2 separate regions of the Mus musculus genome follow, and region 1 is linked to region 2. The links are chromatin contacts, called in public promoter capture Hi-C maps. All regions are on one chromosome and are shown on one strand. The core of a region is the stretch at or near the end of the contact, and the rest is flanking DNA. Distances in the headings are between cores, read along the strand shown.

The links. Promoter capture Hi-C pulls out the DNA fragments that hold promoters and counts their contacts.
Region 1: a contact with region 2 is called in a promoter capture Hi-C map of pre-B cells, with 9 times the contacts expected there. The contact joins the promoter of Rbks here to the promoter of Ube3c in region 2. A contact is called at or near these places in 2 of 39 promoter capture datasets (liver and pre-B cells) and 1 of 484 Hi-C or Micro-C datasets (pre-B cells).

The regions. Positions count from the first base shown.
Region 1 is chr5:31,695,802-31,699,392 of GRCm38.p6, forward strand. Rbks (ribokinase) reads right to left here and starts at 1,809. Exons shown (of 8, transcript NM_153196.1): 1 at 1,709-1,809. The coding sequence starts at 1,800. It overlaps Babam2 (BRISC and BRCA1 A complex member 2), which reads left to right and starts at 2,249. Exons shown (of 12, transcript NM_144541.1): 1 at 2,249-2,276.
Region 2 is chr5:29,567,692-29,571,172 of GRCm38.p6, forward strand. It overlaps Ube3c (ubiquitin protein ligase E3C), which reads left to right and starts at 1,551. Exons shown (of 23, transcript NM_133907.3): 1 at 1,551-1,889. The coding sequence starts at 1,824.

The DNA.
Region 1 (3,591 bases), core at 559-3,058, 2.1 Mb after region 2:
TGGGGAACTTAGTGAGATTCTGTCTCAAATAATAAAATTAAAAGCTATAAGTGTAGTTTAGTAGTAAAGTATTTACTAGCCATGCAACGGACCTGAGTTCAATATCTAGCACCACACACAAAATTATATAAACTTTAATTATTTGTAGCTCTTCTGTTATTGCTTCATTTAAAAAAATCATTTTTTTACTTTTAACTCTGTGTGTAGGAAAGCAATGCACTTGGAGGTGTGGGACCCTTTAGATGGGAGTTACAGGTGGTTTTTATCCAATGCTCTTAACTGTTGAGGCCATTTCTGTAGTCCCTACAACATATCAGGGTTTTTGTCAATTAACTTGCCTCTCCCAGTCTCCTTTTTCTTTCTTTCTTTTCTTTTTCTTTTTTTTTTTTTGTTTTTTTCGAGACAGGGTTTCTCTGTGTAGCCCTGGCTGTCCTGGAGCTTACTTTGTAGACCAGGCTGGCCTGGAACTCAGAAATCCGCCTGCCTCTGCCTCCCAAGTGCTGGGATTAAAGGCGTGCATCACCACGCCCGGCCCCAGTCTCCTTTTTAATTCCATCTTTTCTGTTGTGTTTGGTAATTTGAAAGCATAGACTTATTTATTCTATCTATCTATCTATCTATCTATCTATCTATTGTGTACACACTCATGCATCACATATGTAGTGTCCTTCCACCATACTGGGCTCCAGGAACTGAAGGGCATTAGGCTTTAGTCAAGCACCTTTACCTCATAGCCATCTTGATGAATCTGATAACAATTTATAATGTTTTAAGCAAGATTAAGTTAGATATATGAGGCCCCTGGAGCTGTTTTTAAAGTAGATATAGGTAGTTTGGTGAAAGGGTTTGGTTGTTTTGATTACCCCAAGGCCTTATTTCAAAGTTCTCTGCTATCTTTTGGAAAAATAGTTTAGGGACCGATGACACTAAGTTGCTGGGAAATATGGTTATTAACATAAACAGAATTATATGGCCTGAGTTTTTTGGAATACCTGAACTATTTTTTTTTCTACAATGTATATTGCTTATCTGCTTGGAAAGCTGTTTTCATAAAAACAGACGACAAAGCAGAAGGATCTTCCCTACAACCTCTCTGACCTAACTCAACTATTCTCATTTAGCACTATTTGGTCAGGTTTTTAGTGGCTGTAATTGTCATGTTTGTGTGTGTGTGTGTGTGTTTTAAATTTTGAATTCACACTTAGGTTCACCACAAAGGTTGGCCCATGGTTACATTTCCACATAAAAGTAAACTGTAAATATGGAACACTGCAGGAATGCCAACATGAGTGAAAAGGTGTTTGCCTCAGTGCCTTCTTTCACGTGTTCAATCCAGTAATACCCAGTTGGGTCTGGTGGACAAAACACTTCTTGTGCTCTCAACCCTGTGAAGTAGGTACATCATGTTCTCAGAGGTTAAAATGTCATGGGGCAGCCTGGCCAAGGAAACAGGTGCAGGTGTTTGGGGGCGCCCGTAGGTGGGGGTGTCTATCAAAGCTTTCATTCAGTCCCCCCACCCCCCATCCCTGTCCCTTCCTCTGTCATTGACCTCCACAAACTTGAATTCTGCCTTTTCACCTCAGAAGTCGTGCTTGGAAACCTGAAGCTTTCAGGAAAGTTCCAATGGTGGGTGCCCACCGATCCGAGGCCCGGGCATCCACAGTGTGGCTCGCCCTCCCGAGACCTTGCGCTGCGGCCCCGCACTAACCTGACCAGGTCGGTCATGCAGGAACCCACCACTACCACCGCTGCTGCCTCCTCCTCCTGCCAGGGCCTCCCGGGCTCCCCACACGCCGCCATTACTAATCCTGCTCAACCCTGACGCTGCCCTTTGCCCTTTGCCTGACCCCGTAACCAGGGACGCCGCCCCGTCCTCCTTAACGACGCGGGCGTTCCACCCGCCTGTGCCGGTCGCCCTCCCAAATGCCCGAAATCTCTCCGGCCTTTGGCTAGTCCTGATCCCTCTGGGACCGGTGTTCCTGCCCCGCCTCACAAGCACAGGGCCCGGCCGCCACGGCGAGAATGACAGAGCGCGCCAAGCACTAGGCCAGAGCTCCCGGGAACCTTCAGGCGCTACCCGGTCGCCTTCCTCAGCTTCCGGCTTCTCGGCGCGGGGACGCGCACGCCCGGCCGGCTCCGGAGAGGGCGGGACGTCCGGGGGAGCGCGCACGCATCCGGCCCGCGGTTCGCGCGCAGGTCGGTGCGTCGGTCGGGGGCGCGCTCGGGTAACCTGTACCCCGTCTAGTCGCCGGTTACTGATCGGACTTAAGTTCCAGGTACCTGGACCCGGGCTGGTGCGGGGAGGTTGGATCTCAGTCGCACAGGTGGCGCAGAGAGCCATGTTTGAGTATGGCCAGAGAGCTAGCCTCTTCAAGAGAAGGCCCGCGTTCCAAAGATGCCCCGCTCGCCCCACAGCACGCGGATTCCCTCAAGAGCCGCCCCCAAGATCTGAGGCTTCTCTTTCTCCACGTATCTCGTTCAGTCCTGGTTTCTGATGAAGCCCGCCTCTTTTTGCACTTGATGAGGGCATCATACAATTTGGGAGAAAGGGTTGGATCCCTTTAGATTCTCCTCAGAATGGGTGGACATTCTTTGGATCGGAACCAATTCGCTCTCCCCGCCCCTCCCTGATGTTGCCCAGTGGAGAAATTGCTCCCCCACAGTAACTTCCCTCGTGCGCCATATGACGTGGACGTGATGCAGCAGGAGGCCACCCCTTTCCGTTCCATGACGTCAACGGGGGCACATGTTTCCGTGTTTGTCATCCTCTCCTAATTGCGAGAGCCTAGATGGTGCTTTATACGTCTTTGTGTTCCCCAGACAGCCTGCCCACTAAAAGACCTCATGTGACCTTATCTTGCGGCAGCAGATTTTTTTATAAAAATTATATATTTGCATCTTCCGTCTGCAATACATCAAAATCAGGAAATACAAATTGCAAAACAAGCATTCAAGAGAGGCAGGTCACCAAAATTTCCTGCTTCTCTGGAATCAGTTATAATGGTGCCATATGTAAAGGAGAGGTGTGTGTTTCTAATCCATATCCCTGCATATTGTACCAAAGAATCATCTTTTTTTTTTTTTTTCTCTTCAAATTCCTGATTTTGGAGTCAGTATAGTTTTTTTTTTTTTTAACTTTCATTTGTTAGTGAAGTCACACTTACTGAAACATCTTGAAGCTGCACAAAACCTTGCACTGTCAAAAACTTGTATTATAGCTGCTGTTCTGGAGATAAAGACAGAAATCCATTCCCTCAGGTGTGATCCTAACGTCTTGACAGTTGCTGAAGTGGAATGGGTTTTCATAATCACTAGTGTGGTTTGGCGTCTGGAGAAGGTTGTTTCCTTTGGCATTTAATTAGTGAATCATTCAGGCTAGTACCAACACTGGATCAGCAGGAGCCTAGTTGGTGTCTAGCTGTAAAGCAATCATGTGTATAAATTCGTGACTTTGTCTTTATATTTACCGAAGTGTATGCTTTAAAAATTCACCTTGGTGCTTTCTTTAGTGGCCATTGTAATTAATGCTTGAGAAGAGGATAGGAATAGTGGAATTTGAGAGAGCTCTGGACCTGAATTTCAGTCCTTCTG
Region 2 (3,481 bases), core at 301-2,800:
GAGAGAGAGAGAGAGAGAGAGAGAGAGAGAGAGAGAACTGGTAAAATGATAGAACAGATGAAAAGTACCAGTTGCTTGCTACCAAGTCTTATGACCTGAGTTTGATTCCTGGTACCCATATAGTGGAAAGAGAGACAAGTTGTACTCTGACCTCCACATGCACATCATGGCATGCACCCTACCCCATAAACACTAAGTAAACTAAAATGTACATTTTTTTAATTAAAAAGAGGACTGGCTTGTATGGTGGTACAGATCTTTAATCCTAACACTAACAGGCAGTGGATAGAGGATCACTGTGAGGTCCAGGCCAGCTAGGGCTATACAGTGAGACCTTATTTCAAAAACAAAAAATTAAACTGTGCTGGAGACATGGCTCATAAGTTAAGAGCACTTGTTGCAGAAGAACTGGTTTCAGTTCCAGATCCTACATGGCAATTCCAGTTCCAAGAGATCCAATGCACTGTCTTGTACCAAGCACACACACATAATTCACAGACACGTAATATACATGCAGGTCAAATATTCATACATATAAATAAATCTTTTGAAGAAGAAACAAAAACAAAGCAAAACAAGATGTCTTCTATCATGTGCACATGGTAATGCATGTGTATGTGATATATTTATGTATCTGTATATATACTTGTGTATACACAATATACATAACATATATGTATGTACACAGAGCATATACTATATAATACTGTGCATGTACATGACATATATGCATAATATATATTTTTTTTATGCATGCCATGGCATGTATTTGTGTTAAACTCTATGTATATGCATACTGTTTTATGCATATGTATATGTGTATATATGCATGCATACATGATATATATTTATGTTGGTTTGTATGACATATGTGTATGTATATATGTTGTATATGACATCGATTCATTTACATTACTTTGTGTATATTTATGTTTGTGCTTATGTATATGTAATAGCACGTTTTTATACATGTACATACATATATTAAACATGCATAAGTGTATAGATATATGATAGGGTATATTTGTGCATTATGTATTTATGATGCATTTATACATTTGGCATGCATTTATATATATATATATGAATATGTGAATATATATATGAATATAACTTTCATTTGTTGGTGTGCATTTGTGTATTTGTATGGTGTGTGTTCACGAATACCTTTGTTCGTATAACATATATTATTCGTCTCTGTCTGTCATGGTGTAGAGTCTCTGCATTAGTAACCTGTTCCCCCACATCTAGCTGGAGGGTGAAAGCGGCCTCTTATGCAGGGCTTCCGGTCTCCAGCAGTGCGCGCGACCCGGTCGGCGTCAATGGGCGGCGGGCGGCGGAAATCGTCTGGTGGCATGACGCACGCGCGGAAGGATGTTGCACCCGCGGAGCCGCGCACGCAGGCAAGTCCAAGGGCTGCCGGGAGGAGCACCGTATTATCGATGGCGGCCCTGGCGTCGGTGCCCGCGCTCGCGGGGGCTGCCGGGAGGAGCGCCGCGCCGTCGATGACCGCGCACGTTCACGGGACCGCGCGCGCAGTGCGGGCGGTCACCATCTTGGTACCTACGGCAGCGCGGTGCAGGCGCGAGTCGGGGCGTCCCTCGCTTGACGGTGGCGCGCTGTGGATAAATAAGCAGCGGGGACAGGCCGGCCTCCAGCGTCGCCGCGCTCGCGCCCGCGTGCAGGGCGGAGAGCGCTGAGCCTCGGGGGGGGCGGCGCGGGACAGCGAGGCCGCGACCCTGCCGGGCCCCGCCCAGCCCGCCGGGCCCGCCCCCGGCCGCTCCGCTGCCTGCCGGGCCGCGCAGATGGGATAAGCGGCGAAGATGTTCAGCTTCGAAGGCGACTTCAAGACAAGGCCCAAAGTGTCTCTCGGTGGCGCGAGCAGGAAGGTGAGGCGGTGCGGCCCGAGGTGTTAACCGAACCCGGGTCTGACAGCACCCAGGCGGCGCTGCTCCGCTGTAAGGTGTGGAGCGAGCTCCAGCCGGGTGCGGCTGCGGTGCAGTCCTGACAGGTTTGTGAGGAGGCTCCAGAGGAGCGCTGTCGAGCCGCGGACTGAGCGGCTGGGTCATTCATTGCGACCTCGCGGCCGCCTGCCCAAGGGCCGCAGTTTTGACCTGGAAGCACGTGCACTGGCAGTCTGGCTGGGGGCGTTACACAGTTAGCTGTCCAGCAGGGCGAGGCAGGTGCCCCCGCCCCCATTCCGCCCTTTAAGAACTCTTTACAAGCTATAAACTTGACATACCCGCTCCTCACAAAGCTTGGAGTGAGTGCCTTGCCCTCAAGAACAGCTTAGGGAAGAGTCCCTCGTGCCTGTGAAGTGGGAGGGGGCAGGTAGGACAAGGTCTTTGTAATCTGCATCGCGCTTTAGCTTGCCCCACTCGGAGCAATACAGAGTTTTGCCTGCCTGAGGCCTGAGGCCCCGGTCGCTTTTGGACCTTTGCTTGGTGATGGTTTTGACACTGGTCGGCTTTTTGGGGCTGTCTGAAGGATGAAGGCAATCGGCCGTGATGCTCTAGGCCGAGCCCGGAATCCAGACAGGATCCCTAGAGTTGTTAAAAGGATTTTTTTTTCCCATTAGGCGAAATTTTAAAGCTTTATTTTAAAAATTTATACATATGAGTGTTTGCCTGCATGTATGTAATGTGCACCACAGGCTTGCTTAGTTCCCGCAGAGGTCAGAAGAGGGCTTCCGATCTCCTGGAACTGGAGTTAAGGACACTTGTGAGTTGACATGTGGGTAGTAGGAAGAAAACCCAGACCCTCAGTAAAAGCAATAAGTGACCTTAACTGCTTAGCCATCTCCCTAGCCCTTTAATGTAAAATTTTTTGTCTTTTTTTTTCCCCCAAATTATTGTACGTTTGAGAGCAGTGTTGCTGAGCCTTTGCTCCAGCTTCATTTTATAAAGGATTTTTATCTGGACACACATTTGTAAATGGTCACTCCTGAAAACGAATGTCCCATCCTACCCATAATTGTTCTTCACCAAGCAAACTGCTTTTCTGACCAGTTTCTACAGGTCACTTTTAACGTTGAGCTTCGTGCAAACGAGGTCAGATGAAGCTTGGTCAGCCTCTGTGCCTTGCTTCTTGAGCTAGGTGCTTTCTTTGATAGATTCTTCCATCCCACTGTGTCCCTGTTAGTTCAGGACCTGAAAAAACCATAATTAACCCATCCTGGTTTTCATGGGTGCTTTGGTGGATGTTGCTTACACTGTGTTCTGCTGGTGCACACTGCCCGTTACTTCCCGAGTTGATGTGCCCACTACCCTACAGCCAGCAGTCTGAGGGCACCACTGACTCAGATCCTGGCCAGTAAGTGATATTAAGAGTCTTTGGAATTAATGGCCATTCTAGTATACTTCATTCATGTCTTAAATTATAATTTGAAATCTTTCCCTTCTTCAGCTTAGTGGAAAATTGATCTTTTCCTTTTTCAAAGTTAATGAATATTTTTATGTTTATTATCTTTAAGAACTATATG